Linked DNA regions of Mus musculus: regions 2 and 3 are each linked to region 1. A link is a contact called in public HiChIP or PLAC-seq data. All regions are on one chromosome and are shown on one strand. Each heading gives the region's core, a stretch centred on a gene start, on an enhancer-like site or on the middle of the called end of the contact. The rest is flanking DNA. Distances are from core to core; before and after follow the strand shown. Region 1 has its middle 22 kb from the start of Gm35087. Region 2 holds the start of Exosc4 (exosome component 4). Region 3 holds the start of Pycrl (pyrroline-5-carboxylate reductase-like).

Region 1 (4,567 bases), core at 1,724-4,223:
CCTCTTCTGGTGTGTCTAAGAACAGCTACTGTGTATTCATACATTTAAAAAACACTAAACAAACAAACAAACAAAACACCCAAGGATAATAGGTTTATTTTAGTTCACTGTTCCAGGTTACAGCCCTTTACTGTGAAGCAGTCAAGATGTCGAGAGCCTGAAGCAGGGAGTCACAGTACATTTATAGTCCAAAGCAGAGAGAAATCAGTTCATGATCCCCTGCCTAAGGAATAGTGCTGCTCACAGTGGGCTGGGTCTTCCAACACCAATTACAAATCTAGACAATCTTTCACAAGCATGCTCAAAGGCTAACCTAGATAGAGACAATCCCCTCACTAAGGTCCCCTAGGACTTTCTAGATTGTGTCAAGTTGACAGCATCCCCAGCATCCCAGAGACTGAAGAGTTACAGCCTCTTCTCACTCGTGTCGCCTGCAGGGGTTGGCTGAGGCTCAGTTCTGTCATCTTTACTCCAGGACCTAGCCAACCATCTAGAGCAGTGTGGTTCTTCCTGACTGATGGTGGGGTAAGAGTGCTTAGCACTCTCTGGCACTAAATACCATTACCTCACTGGCTATTACTGGTGACACAGCCTAGTGGACCAGAAGAGGACAAGGCAGTGCTTCCCTCTGTTGTGTGACTGGAGACACAGGGGCATCAGTGCACAGTCCCAGTGACCACCCTACACCTCATGCCAGGGAAAGGGTTGTCTCAATTAGGGCTTTATTGCTGTGAAGAGACACCATGACCAAGGCAACTCTTATAAAGGAAAACATTGAATTGGGGCTGGCTTAGTTTCAGAGGTTTAGTCCATTATCATCATGGTGGGAAGCATGGCAGTGTGCAGGCAGACATGGTGCTGGAGGAGCCAGAATTCTATATCTCGATCCAAAGGCAGAGAAGGAGACTGTATTCCACACTGGGCAGAGCTTGAGCATAGGAGACCTCAAAGCCCACCCCCACTGTGACACACTCCCTCCAAGAAGGCTATATCTCCTAATAGTGCCACTCCCTATGGGCCATGAATTCAAACACATAAGTCTATGGGGGTCATATCTATTCAAACTACCACAAGGGTCTTGGTCGTGTGAGGTATAACCCCAAGTAGGATGAATGAGGCATGCGTGGATGATGGTTCTGCTTACGTCATGTGGTACCGATGTCGCTAAATACCACTCTATCTCTGCCAAGTGAAAAGCACTCTCCCCATCTAACAGGTTTGTTTGTTAGTTTGTTAGTGTGTTTGTTTGTTTGGGTGTCTTCAGAGTTATTAACCCTCTGAAAGCAGGCACCAGCCACTGAGGACCTTCAAGCTCTCTTGCACTGAAATGTTAGGGGATGTATGCACCACCCAGTACACATCTTAGTAGAATTTCCATACAGACATTTTATTTGTATAGTTCCACAGATCAATAAAATATTTTTAAGACCATGTGGAAAAAAGCCTCGAGTTTCCTTCCAAAAACAATGGATACACTGTTGCGATAGCTTTGCATAGCCAGAGGGCAACAAAGGAGTGCTTGGCTGAGCAGGTCAGGGGCTGGGGCTGGGAGCTCTGAGGCATCGCCCTTAGAGTTTTACAATTCATGTTCAAGCTTCTCTTTTTTCCTTTCCTTTCCTTTCCTTTCCTTTCCTTTCCTTTCCTTTCCTTTCCTTTCCTTTCCTTTCCTTTCCTTTCCTTTCCTTTCCTTTCCTTTCCTTCTCTCTCTCTCTCTTTCTTTCTTTCCTTTTTTTTTCTTTTGGATTTAGACACATTCTCTCATTTGAGATATTCTCCGAAGATGATGTCAGAAGGCACAGGCTATCAACCCATGGGGGGCCGTGACCTCTTCGGTGGTGAACAACCCTTCCACAGACGTTGCCTAAGACCATCAGCAGATGCAAGTGTTGGCATCAGGAGTCATAACAGTAGCAAAATCACCATTATAAAGTAGCAGTGAGATAACCTTATGGGTGGGGGGTCACCAAAACATTAGGAAGTGCACTAAAGGGTCGCAGCATTAGCAGGGTTAGAGCCTGCTGGCATAGGGAAATGTCAGATCCTTTAGAGGCCGGGTTGCAACCCTAAGGGGTCATGTGGGAGAGGATCTTGGAACATCATGGCACCAAACCTGCTTTGAGTGTCATCTACACTGTAGGCTGACTTCTCTTCCCAATGTTTTCCTACTTCCTGCTCAATCTTGTGGTCACATGCAAATCAGGCCTGTAGGTTCACTGGCTGAGGCTATAAGGCACCCACTATGTTTCCAGGGCTATTGTTCATCTCCTTTGACCAGTTGGTCATACAATCTTCCTCCTCATGCCCAAAGAGACTTGAATAAAACAAAATGCACATTCTTTTCCTTTATATATTATATGCAGTAACCGGGATCTATTTTTAATAAATACTCCAGGATTAAGAGCACTGGCTTACTGTTCCAGAAGACCTAGGCTTGATTCTTGGCATCCATATGGAGGCTCACCCCATCTGTAACTCCAATTCTAGGGGACTCCTCTGGCTTCCACAAATACCAGAACACACATGATACACAAGACATACATGCAGGCAAAATACTCACACACACGAAACGCAAATCCATCTAAAAATATTTTAAGAGAGAGTGTCTGTAGTGGTGGGGAGGGGCATGGTGGCACAAGCCTTTAATCTCAGCACTCAAGAGGCAGAGGTAGGTGAGTTCGAGGCCCATCTCCTCTCCATAGTGAGACCCTGTCTTAAAAAAGAGAGAGAAGTTATCAGTTAGAAGAACTCCTATTCAATGAGTTTCCTAAAGCTTTTCTGCCTGGGGTCACGGTGTTTGGCGATATGGAATCTTGTGTGTGAGGAGAGTCTGTTCCAGGATGCACTCACTGGCTGTTTGCTGTCCCCAGACAGCGACGTCTCTCCAGAGACCCTGGTCAGCTGTGTGTTCAAGTGTCAAGGGCACGGGTTGTTTGAGATGATGTCAGGCTGCCCAGGCCTTTGGTCCTGCAAGAGCTGAGGTGGCTCCTCTCAGATCCAACACAATACCCTCTTTCTTCTGTTGGCAACACGCATGAGCCAGGAGCCCTTGAGTTTGTTGGAACAAGAGCCTTTGCTACCCTCTGCTGGACGCGTCTCATAACAGCGCCTGGCTGCTTTGTTAAAATACACACATGAAGTCATGAAACAACTAAGGGAGAAGTCAGTGACACAACAGTGCATCTCAGAGGTGGCTCTGCGACTCCGCGACTCTGAGACTCTGCAGCTCTGCGGCTCCTCAGCCCAGGGGTCCTTGCTGGAGCAGCTCTGAGCTGGCCTCCAAGACAGAAGAAAGGTCAGGCCAGGGGAGAAATTTGAAGTGCTTTTAGCATATATCCCGATCTGTCTCTTGCAACCCCTGTCCTCAAGGAGGGCCAGGCAGGGCCTCAACTGGTGAGATGTGAGGGTGAAGACAGGGGCCCAGCCAGCAGCCTGGCCATCCAGTGTCGCCCAGGGCCCCAGGGCCCAACATCTTTTGACCAAACCTGAAAGAGGAACCCAGGGAAGGGAAGACGAGCCTAAGGTCCTTAATGACTCCCATCTATTCTTCTCTGACCTTCTGTGGCTAATAGTCCTTTAAACGGTGGCCCCATCCAGTCCTACAGCAAATGCCCTCTCTTGATACTGCACCACCCTCCTGGATATCTTGCTGACTCTTGTCATTTGGAGGATTCAGACTTTCCTCCTAACAGGCTCTGGAATGTGTGAGAATCAAGGCTGGTGAATTCAGCAAGCAGGGCTCTGATGGGGGCGTGGGAATCGTCCACTGTGTGCTTGGTGTTCCCAATCTGTTACGTTCTCATAGACAGAAATGTCCCTGTCCCAGCATTTGGGTACCTAGAGGCCCCATTAGGGAAGGGTTATACAGGGTTATATAAGTGACAAATGCCTGTAACCCCAGCATGTAGAGAGTTGAAGTAGGAGGGTCAAGTTCAAGGCCAGCTTGGGCTACACGATGAGGTCAAGGCTAGCTTGTGTGTACTAAGACCTTCTCAGAGAGAAAGAAGGAAAAAAAAATACAGATAAAAGATTCACCCACCCCCATGCCCCGTATGTCAGTTTACAGATGATGGTTGACTTCCAAGAGCTCCTGCAGATGAGCAATTGACTTTGTAATGCATAGATTTAAGAGGCTGGGCTGAGGAATGTTCAAGTCCCATCTTGCAGGTGCTTTTCCACATGATAAAGCTTTTATTCTGAGTGAATAAGAACAAGAAACCCTGTCCTTTGAGGAGATGTCCACGGAGACGAGCCACTGGCTGAACGTCGTACACACCTTTCATCCCAACACTCCAGATGCAGAGGCAGGCAGATCTCTATGAGTTTGAAGTCAGCCTAGTCTACATAGTGAGTTCCAGGACACCAGAGCTATACAGCGAGGTAGACCCTGTCTTAAAACAAAACATCTAGCAATTGGCTCACACTCCAATGAGGCTCTATCTTAAATAAGACGCATCTTAAATTTGGTGTTCTCTCAGTCACGTTGGGTCCCTTTTATCCCAGGAGTTGGGGACCCTCAGGACACCCTGCTGTGTCAGACAGGGAGACAGAGTGGGGCTGGAGATAAGAG
Region 2 (4,870 bases), core at 1,580-4,079, 170 kb after region 1:
CCATGGGCTGGGGCCTCACACTGAAAAGGGGGGGGGGGGCAGGTGAGCACAAGCCGCTTTGTCTTTCTGATTTTCAACTACCAAATCCTGGAAAGTCCCAGCCGCTGTGAACTCTCCCAAAACCTTTTTGTCAGGCAATTGATCAAAAACCTAAAGCAAAAGAAAAACTGAATCTGAGATCTATCCTGGTTCTGCAACTAGACTATGGGCCAGAGGAGCCAGCCTGTGAGGGGCAGTGGCCTCAGACCTTGACCCTGATGCTGCCAGACTGAGGTCCTAAGAGGTGGAAGGACACTTTCATTAAGAGGCCTGATGAGGGTGCTATGGAGCTGGAGGCTGGAGTGGCCACCAACTTCCTTCAGACTCCTCAGGCCGAAGACCAGCTTGATTCTGGCTATTCTAAGTGGCTGAAGCTTTCGCCACACGATGGGGTAGAGGGCCTTTGGATTTCCTGAGGCAGTTTAGTATAACCAGCAATGCACAAGATAAACAACCCCTAACAGGGATGGCAGGTGCTCAGGCTACCCTGGTAAAAAGGCTCCACATGGAAGCAGCCCAGTCCAGCTGCAGAGGGTCAAGCGCTGAAGATGGCTCAGCCAAGCTGCATCAGAGGGAGCTGGCTCTCTTAGTAACTGGCGTCCAGCCATTATACACAGTACACTGTGAGCAGCCATGTTGTAAGTGTTAGGGTTGGGGTCTGTGTGGTAGACCATTTCTCCAACCTATCTGCTTTTCTTGAGGTTAAATGTTGACAGACCTCTCATGGAGCTGGGGGGGGGTGTCCCCAGCACTGGTTGCATATGTCTTGGGATGTTCAACCTTGGGACTCATCCACCCTCTCTTCTCGGTATTCTATACACTAAGCTCACTGCTTTAATTTTTTAATTTTGGGTAGTGACATACATTTCCTTAGGCACTAAATGGACTGGATGACGGGGGGGGGGGGGGCGGCAGGTGAAAAGGGTAAAGCTCCCTGCTAATGACAATGGTCACTATGAGACAGATACAAGGAGAGGTGCTGGGGTAGGAATGGTGTGTCTCTCTTCTTCTTTCTGTTGTACTGGACTGACATGAAAGGTTAGAATATACTAAGCTAGAATTGTAAGAGTAACAAGACAGGTAGGTGACAGTCCCTCTGCCTCCCTAAACAGTCTCTTTTGGGACAGAGAGCTGATAAAAAGCTGCTATGACCCTGTAATACTCAGAGTTCTTTCCCTCCCCAGACACAAGACAGCTTTGAATTACTGCTAGACATTATTTTTACATTTTATTTATCTGGGGAAATGACAGGGGTGCCTGCCATGGTGTAGGCATGGAGGCCATTAGACCACAACTTCTGTGAGGAGGACGAGGAGGAAGAAGAGGAATAGGAGGAAGAGTTCTGTTCACATATGGGTCCTGGTGGTTTTGTTTGTTTATGCATTGGGGTTTTTTTGTTTTTGTTTTTCTGGGTTTTTATTTGTTTTGTTTTGTTTTTGTTTTTTTGTTTGGTTTTGTTTTTTGTGTGAGACTGTATTTCTCTGTGTAGTCCAGGAACTCTCTGTAGAGCAGGCTGGCCTGGAACTCAGAGATCTGCCTGCTCCCACCTTCTGAGTGCTAGGATTAAAGGCTTGAGCCGCTCCAGCTGGCTGGTGTGATGTTCTAACTCTCCTAACTCTTCAGAACTGAATGCGCCTTCCCTCCAGGACACCTGTGTTGTTCTATGTCACACTCATCTCTCCAGAGCATACTCCTTTGAATATTCTTGCCCACAAGGGTGCATCGTTGCTGTCTGTGACAGCGGTGCCCTAACTCTCCTAATAAGGCCCACCTGAAGAGTAATTTCAGCTCAGTGTTCTTTCTGTGAATCTATCTTTTATCTATAACAACAACAACAAAACCTGAGGACTGTTGATTTCATATTCCGAGTGAAAACACTCCAAAAAAGTGTATACTAAATGACCCAATCCTTAAAAATAAATCAGAATTCCGGGCTGGTGAGATGGCTCAGTGGATAAGAGCACTGACTGCTCTTCCAAAGAAAGGTCCTGAGTTCAAATCCCAGAAACCACATGGTGGCTCACAACCACCCGTAATGAGATCTGACGCCCTCTTCTGGTTTCTGAAGACAGCTACAGTGTACTTAGATATAACAATAAATAAACATCTAAAAACACACTTTAAAAATAATCAGAAAAAAAAATCAGAATTTCAAGCCCTACTATACAGATGCATATATACAACTGCAGGCCCTTTGTGTTTGTATTCAAGTGATAGAGAAACTTATTGGGCAAGGTAAGGGAGGGAAACTTATGGATTTAACCAAGGAAATGAAAAAAGGAAAAAAAAACAAACAAACAAACTAAGCCACAGAGATAATAATCATGTGTAACAAACAACTGTGCTTAGCTAAACTGACCACGGTAAAAACCACGCGGGCAGAGGACCAGGTTTGATTCCGCAGCACTCACACAGTGGCTCACAGCTGCCTGTAGTTCCTGATCCATGGGATCTGACGCCCTCTTCTAACTTCCACAGCACTAAGCACACATGTGACGAATAGACATACAAGCAAGTAAACACTCATACAATAAAAATAGATATACAATTAAAAAAAATAAGACCAAAAAATGTCTCTGCTCGGGCCAGCATCTCCAACAAACCAAAGACGTCCGGAAGCCAGTCTTCTTGGCGTACCTACTCCAACAACCCGGGAGAAGCACAAAAACCCGTTCGCCTCGGGCCTTCCGTTTCCCGGAACTGAAAGGCTTAAGTCGAACATTCAGAAAGCCGGGGATGCCACAAGCCGCAGTTCCCTTTGACCGGAAAGCGACTAGGCTACCGGAAGCTATAGTTCACCGAGACTGAAAAGGAAACGTACCGACGGAAGTCGTAGTCCTGAAGGTCCAGGTCGAGCTGTCGGAGGCGGAGTCAGGACTGTACATCATGGCCGGGCTGGAGCTCCTGTCCGATCAGGGTTACCGGATAGACGGTCGCCGCGCGGGGGAGCTGCGCAAGATCCAGGCGCGGATGGGCGTGTTTGCGCAGGCCGATGGCTCGGCTTACATCGAGCAGGGCAACACCAAGGCACTGGCGGTGGTCTACGGGCCGCACGAGGCGAGTAAGCGGCGGGGACCGGGGGCTCCTGGCCGCACATCAAGGGAGGAGACCTAAGTCGTACGGCTTAACTCCTGAGCCCATGCAGCAGTATACTACAATCCCATCTGAGTCCCTGTGGGCCTCCCGGCAGAAAGCATCTCACACAGGTTGTCCCAACGTGTTGTAGCGGGGATGATGTGAGAACCTGGCTTCTTTTGACTTCATCTTACGAGCTCTTTCTCTTGGCCGACTTCCATTTCAGTCCTCTTTGTGTTGCATCCTCTAAGCAGTGAATATAATTATGCCCTGAGTTCTCAGGAAAATTGCGTCCCTAACATGGCCCTCAAATTTGTGTGTTAGGCCCCGTGAGGTACTGAGAATATCGGTTTCTTTAAGAACCCAGTTATGTTATGTGATTATGTTTTTGTTTTGATCCCACGTGTGGGGTATGGAGCTGCTTCAGATTGCCCTCAGCCACTATGATTTGTCTCATGCAGGGACCGGGGGCTTGTGATCCCACCTCGAGGGAATATACCTGTGTCTTACAGCTTAAGTCCTCCGTCTCAGTGGGCCCTCTGCTTAGCCTTTTTTTTTTTTTTTTTTTTTTCTCACGGGCTGCCCGCTTCATCTCTGAGGTGCCTCAGCCAGCCTGGCGAAGCTCCACTCACTCCCTGTTCCTTCAGCTCATTCTTCCCACATCTTGTCAGGAAAAGGCCTCTCAGGCTATTTCTGCACCTACTACATCGATTTTCCTGGGTCTTCCACCTTGCTTGTTTCTCTACGGGAACATAAACTCCTAAAACAAGGACATTAAATTATCTGCCTTTATTGCTGTGTCGCAGTGCTGTAGCAAGGCTGGCAAATGTGCACATTTTAAGGTTTGCTAGCATATGGAGCTCGGCTTTCTAGGTGGATGATCAGGTATAGAACACATGAGGGAAGACTTGGTAGGGAGAGGGACAGTAGATCAAATAGAGTTGAGGAGTTACCAAGGAGGTGAGGACCCAGGGCTTTGAAAGTCAGGGAAATTGAGATTTTTTTTCTTTTACATTACTGTAATGGGAAGCTTCTGGAAGGTAAGTAAAATATTAGTGTGTGGGTTACACAGTCAAACCAGATGTTTGTAATCATGGTGGCCACAATGGGAATAATTTGGGAGGAAATGGAGAAACTGAAGAACAAAGAGTTGGCTGCTAAAGGTGACAATGCTTTGGCTTAGGTTGAGAAGTAGCCCCCCCCCCCCACTCAGCTATGATTTGGAACCAGAGTAGCTGGGGTTTTGTTTGTTTGTTTTAGCACTTTAGAAAGAGGAGGAGGAAGGTTGAGCCATCGAGTGCGTCCCAGGAGGTAGGCAGGCCTGGCTCATTCATTCTTTTTCCTCTAGATCCGGGGCTCCCGGTCTCGAGCCCTGCCTGACCGGGCTCTAGTGAACTGTCAGTACAGTTCAGCCACCTTCAGCACAGGTGAGCGCAAGCGAAGGCCTCATGGAGACCGGAAGTCTTGTGAGATGGGGCTGCAGCTACGACAGACCTTCGAGGCAGCCATCCTCACACAGCTGCACCCCCGCTCTCAGATCGACATCTACGTGCAGGTGAGCTACCTGCACCGTCAAACCCCTCCCCCGGGGGCGGAGCTTAAAGCTATGTGGGCTGTCTGAGATGCTGCAGGATGCGGATGTCAGTCCATCAGATGTCTTGATGCCCCCTGTAGGTGCTGCAAGCAGATGGTGGGACCTACGCAGCATGTGTGAATGCAGCCACGCTAGCAGTGATGGATGCTGGGATACCTATGC
Region 3 (4,740 bases), core at 1,467-3,966, 230 kb before region 1:
ACCCAGAGCCTAAAGAGACACAAGGGCCAGAAATGAGGCTGTGTGAGGCAGCATCCTACACAGGCTGACCTGCGTGCCATCGACCATTCCGTATCCCGTGGGTCACCAATGTCTGTACTTGCTGTACTCTCCAACGCCTACGACAAACCCAACAGGCCCTGCTCCTCAAACTCTTAAGTTGTGCCTTCTAGAACCTTCCCTCCTAATGAGTGTCCACACCCACCCTACATAAGACACACACTGCATCTATGCTAGTCCTTCCAGAACTTTCTTCCTGGCCTCTGACGCCTAGTTCCCCTGGACAGACCAAACCATCTCAAACCGTCTGCCATACCTGCCCCTGATAAATGCTTCAGAAAGACAAGGCCCTCTAGGTCCCACTCACCCTGAAGTGGCAGAGGTTGTTGTCCGTTGGTGCACTGGCCAGCACTTGTTTAGCTTCTACTTTGCCTGGACAGAAGGACGAGAGCTGGTAAGGACTGGGAAGATAGGACACAGCTTGCCCAGCCCAGTGTGAGCCTAAGGCTCCTTAGGGTTGCTTGTCCTTGGGGCTGATCAAGTCAATTCATCGTACTTAAATAGCACTGCCGTTTCTGTTGGACACTGGGACCAGGAACCCGCCTGATCTTAACAAGAAACAAAGCCCAAGGGTCTCCGCTTTCAGGGAAGGGGCAGCTGACTGGAACATTTAGGTCTTTTGGCCAAAATGCAAAACCTCTGAAGGAACGCCAGAGCTAGGGTTGCATGGTGGATAGCAAGAGAGTTAGTAATAAAGGTCTGGAGAGACAGCTTAGCAGCTGAGAGTATTTGCTGCTCTTGAAGATGACCTGGGATAGGTTCCTACAACCCACTTGGGCAGCTGACAACCATTGATAAGTCTACCTCCAGTGGAACCGGTGCCCTCTTCTGGCTTCTGAAGACACGGAGTGTGTAAGCATGCAAGCACACACATAGACACACACACAGTGCCTAAACAGATAAAACACTCAAACATATAATTTTTAAAAAAGCTGATCTTAGCCTGGTGATGGTGGTATATGACTTTAATCCCAGCATCTAGGAAGAGACAGGTGAATCTGAGTTCCAGGCCAGCCTGGTCTACAGAGTGAGTTCTAGGACAGCCAGGGGGTTGCATAGAGAAACCTTGTCTTAAAACAAAAACAAACAAAGCCAGTCTGATAAAGACCTAACAGGCAAGTGAGCTGGTGTGTCCTGGGGAAACGAAGTGGCCCCTCTGGTGGACACCACCTGGTTTTGGAGGATATAGGGGTAGAAAGCCTGGGCCAGACAGAAGTGCATGCTAAAACCTTCCCCAGGGAGCTAATGATGTCAGTGACAGTGTGTGTAGCAGCAAGAGGCAGGTGAACTGCCAGGTTCGACGTGTAAACTGCTAAGGCTTGTAGGAAGCCCTCCTCCCATGATCATGGGCCTCTGGACTTTGAAATACAACTGAAAGCAGAGAGCCAAAGGTCACCAACTTCCTCTACCCGCAATCTGTTCATAAAGTTTTCTAAATACTGTACAGCCGTGCTGGGCCAGTAAAACATCAGTTATATACACCAGCAGTCCTCAGCCCGGAAGAGTTTGCCTCTCTCCCCACCATACCCCTCAAGCTCCAGGTAGCAGACATTTGGAACTGGTGGAGAAACGTCAGTCTTCAAATTCAAGGTATTGTTGCCATAAAGAAATGACAAACCAGCGATAGCAGGCACTCTTCAGAGCACAGGGCCAATCCTCTTCCTCCCGAGTGTCCTCACAGCTGCCCACCTCTGAGAGTGGGGGCTGAGGAATGGGTAGCCTTTGGTTAAGCCAGAGGCTGAGGAGGAAGAGGCCAGGACGTCAGACATTTAACTTGGCATTAAGTCGGTTCAATCTAAGGCACGATTTGAGCCACATATGGAACTAGAAACTCGCAGCCACATTAAGGAGATAAAAAGTTAAAAGCGAGTCAGCGAGTGGCTCACACTTTTAATTCCAACACTCTGGGAGGCAGAAAAAGGTGGATCCCTGAGTTCAGGATCAGCCTGGTCTACCTGGGAGTTCCAGGCCAAATGAACCCTGTCTCGAAAAGAAAAGAAAAGAAAAGAAAAGAAAAGAAAAGAAAAGAAAAGAAAAGAAAAGAAAAGAAAAGAAAAGAAGAGAAGAGAAGAGAAGAGAAGAAGAGAAAAGAAAAGAAACAAGCAAACTCCACTACAAAGAAGTCACACGTGAAGTCAATCGTAATATTCTTTAATGCAATACATTTAAAGGAATATTCACCAATACAATCAATGTTAAATAAATGAACTGGTTTTTTTTGGTTTTTTTCCCCCACACCTCGCCTAACATGCCCACTCACCGGCCTGGGAAGGGACTGCGGACTCATCCAGCGATCCTGGAGGCCTTAATAGAGTCCTGATGTATGATTCTCACCCAGGAAACCAGCGAATTCACCCTACTGGCCCTTGGTGTACCACGTGCGCCCCTCCCGCCAAGGCTTACGAACTCCTCCCATTAGAACGAAAGCTCCCCCAGCCAGGCCTCGCCTCCCACCTGCTTGGATGAGGCCTCGGGCAATGGCCTCCGCCATGCGGCCTGCACCCACGAAGCCCACACGCCGAGGTTCAGACATTGTCGCCGCCATCCTGCTCTGAGCTGGCCTTCTCTCGTCCTTGCGGCAGCGGGTCCCGCCCACTAGAACTGCTTTGACCGACAGAAGCGACTGGGCGGGTTTGGGAGGACAGAGGGGCGGGGCGGGGCGGGGCGGGGCGGGCGCAGACACTTGGATTTTGACGCTTGAGGCGGGATTTCCCCCAAGCTTTGGTAAACCATTGGTCAGTGATTTTGCTGAGGGGAAAGAAGAGAAAGGAAGGGGAGCTAGTCCTAAGCAGGCTGTCTAATTCCTCCTGAGAAGCCTGAAGCTAGCTAGAGTCTCTCCAAAACCCTTACAGAGAGATTTAGAGGGGGAGAAAAACAAAAAAAACAAAAACCAAAAAACGCTTGAACCACTCCAGGATGGGCCTGGGGTGTAAGGTAGGTACTCCAAGCTCTTGCCTAGCTTGGGTGCCTTGGGTTCAGTCCTCGGAGTGGGTTCTGGTTCTCTACATTAAAAGCAGCACTAACCATCAGTCACTAATACACAGCACTTATTTTTTAATTTAAAAAAAACTTTTGAGTGCTTTAGTGTCTCACCAAAATAGTTATCTGTATTGAATTCCACATATAGTGACATTTAGTCACTTAGCTGGCTATATGTATAGTCATTTAGCTAAAGTGAGAGCAGAGGAAAGAAAAAGCAAGCAAATCAAGAAGCCCAAAACAGAAAAAAAGGCAGGTTTTCATGAGCAATCAGAAGCCTGGCTGTGGTGGCACACACCTTTGGTCTCAGTCCCAGGCAGGTGGAGCTCAAGTTTGAGGCCAGCCTGGTCTACAAAGCAAATTCCAGAACAGTCAAGGCCACAGAGAGAATCCCTGTCTAACTAACTAACTAACTAACTAACTAAATAAATAAATAAATAAAATGATCAGGATCCCAGCCTTCGTCTCATCCAAATTACCAATTCAAACAACCACCAGCATACAGGTGGTTTGTTGCTGTCTTGTTTTGAATGTGCATAATTAGGCAAACTAGAACACAGCACTTAGAAGGGCAGTGCATGCTGTCTTTGGACTGTGAGGTCCCACAGTAAAGATGGTCATCTCCTGCTTGCCACAATTGGGATGTGATGGCCAGTCCTTCCCTCTCTCTCACTGTGCGAGGTGAAGAGTTATAATTTCCTAATCTTTCCCCAGACCCCACCTGAAGCCTACAAGCACTAAGTCTGCCTGACATTAGATGGACACCTGTAAAACCAGGAGCTAAAAACTACAGCTAAATAAGGCTTTTCCTTCTTAGACATTAACTGTCTCAGGTAGCAACAGGGAACCTGCAGAATCCTCAATATGGAGACAAAAATCCATTCTATGGGGTGAGGGACATGAGTGTAAAGAACTTGTGTATTCTGGGCGGCACCCAGAAATGTTCAAGGCTGAGACTTGGCCTCAAGTCTGTCGGAAAGTGTATGCAGCTGTCTGGCCAGAGTGATCAAGGCACTCTGATTCTTAGGACAGGGTGCATTTCTTGACATAATGACACGTTTAACACTGACTGGTGGTCACTGGACAACTGAGTGTCTGGCAAGTTCTGATAGACTCAGATCAGCTCTTCCTGGGGGCTGGGAGCTACATCCTTAATTCCTTCCTTAATGTCCTGGCCTGCTTGGTGGATGCTCATCAGAGGGTGAGGTTTAAAGGTGGAGATGGGTGCTGGGAAGGCATGGGCCTGAGGTAGGCTGGGCGGTACAACATAGGAGGGGACAGCTGACACTGCTCTAAGAGGATGAAAGACCTGGCAGGTTGTGACTGTCCTGCTGGAAGACAGAAGGCCTCAGATGCAGGCTGAGAACCAAGGGTGAGGGAAAACATTTGGATATCTTAATACTTCAGGGAGGTGAGAGGCAGAATGTCTAGGAGGGTTGGGCTGAGTGGAGAAAGCTGAGCAAATTATGAGACCTAGCAGACTGGCTGAGCGCCTGGGAAGGAGGCACTGGGTCGAATGGGTGTGGCTTCTGAAGATCCACCATAAGGCAAGGCAGCGCCTTCTGGTGGCAGCTCCCTAACAGGACATGGAAGGAAACTTTTTTTTGCTCGTTTGCCACTAAATCCATCTAGGGTGCCAAAATACACAATACACAGGAGGCCAGCAGCTCTCCAGGAGTCCTC

The links. HiChIP or PLAC-seq counts read pairs in DNA pulled down with a chosen protein or histone mark.
Region 2: a contact with region 1 is called in a FOXA1 HiChIP or PLAC-seq map of pancreatic cancer cells. The contact joins the promoter of Exosc4 here to the enhancer-like site in region 1. A contact is called at or near these places in 2 of 39 promoter capture datasets (cranial neural crest and liver), 3 of 115 datasets of contacts at active chromatin or transcription factors (the SCID.adh cell line, embryonic stem cells and pancreatic cancer cells) and 3 of 9 other capture datasets (adipose tissue, liver and pancreatic islet).
Region 3: an HNF4G HiChIP or PLAC-seq map of pancreatic cancer cells shows a contact between it and region 1. The contact joins the promoter of Pycrl here to the enhancer-like site in region 1. A contact is called at or near these places in 8 of 39 promoter capture datasets (the 3T3-L1 cell line, 3T3-L1-derived adipocytes, the SN4741 cell line and 3 more), 1 of 15 datasets of contacts at CTCF or cohesin (the NIH/3T3 cell line), 11 of 484 Hi-C or Micro-C datasets (the CH12 cell line, the N1E-115 cell line, brain and 6 more), 15 of 115 datasets of contacts at active chromatin or transcription factors (bone marrow-derived macrophages, cardiomyocytes, craniofacial prominence and 9 more) and 2 of 9 other capture datasets (embryonic stem cells and pancreatic islet).

The regions. Positions count from the first base shown.
Region 1 is chr15:76,153,043-76,157,609 of GRCm38.p6, forward strand. No RefSeq gene overlaps it. Among named protein-coding and RNA genes, the nearest start is that of Gm35087, 22 kb to the left of the region's middle. Within about 2 kb of position 2,974, at least 82 of the 459 cell types and tissues checked have an H3K27ac peak or open chromatin away from gene starts, as enhancers often do. A contact at or near this core is called in the N1E-115 cell line, the SCID.adh cell line, brain and 7 more, where this site is marked.
Region 2 is chr15:76,324,568-76,329,437 of GRCm38.p6, forward strand. It overlaps Exosc4 (exosome component 4), which reads left to right and starts at 2,830. Exons shown (of 3, transcript NM_175399.4): 1 at 2,830-3,096; 2 at 4,463-4,669; 3 at 4,789-4,870. The coding sequence starts at 2,926. It also overlaps a transcript of Oplah not described here.
Region 3 is chr15:75,918,844-75,923,583 of GRCm38.p6, forward strand. It overlaps Pycrl (pyrroline-5-carboxylate reductase-like), which reads right to left and starts at 2,717. Exons shown (of 6, transcript NM_025412.2): 1 at 2,533-2,717; 2 at 386-450; 3 at 1-9. The coding sequence starts at 2,623.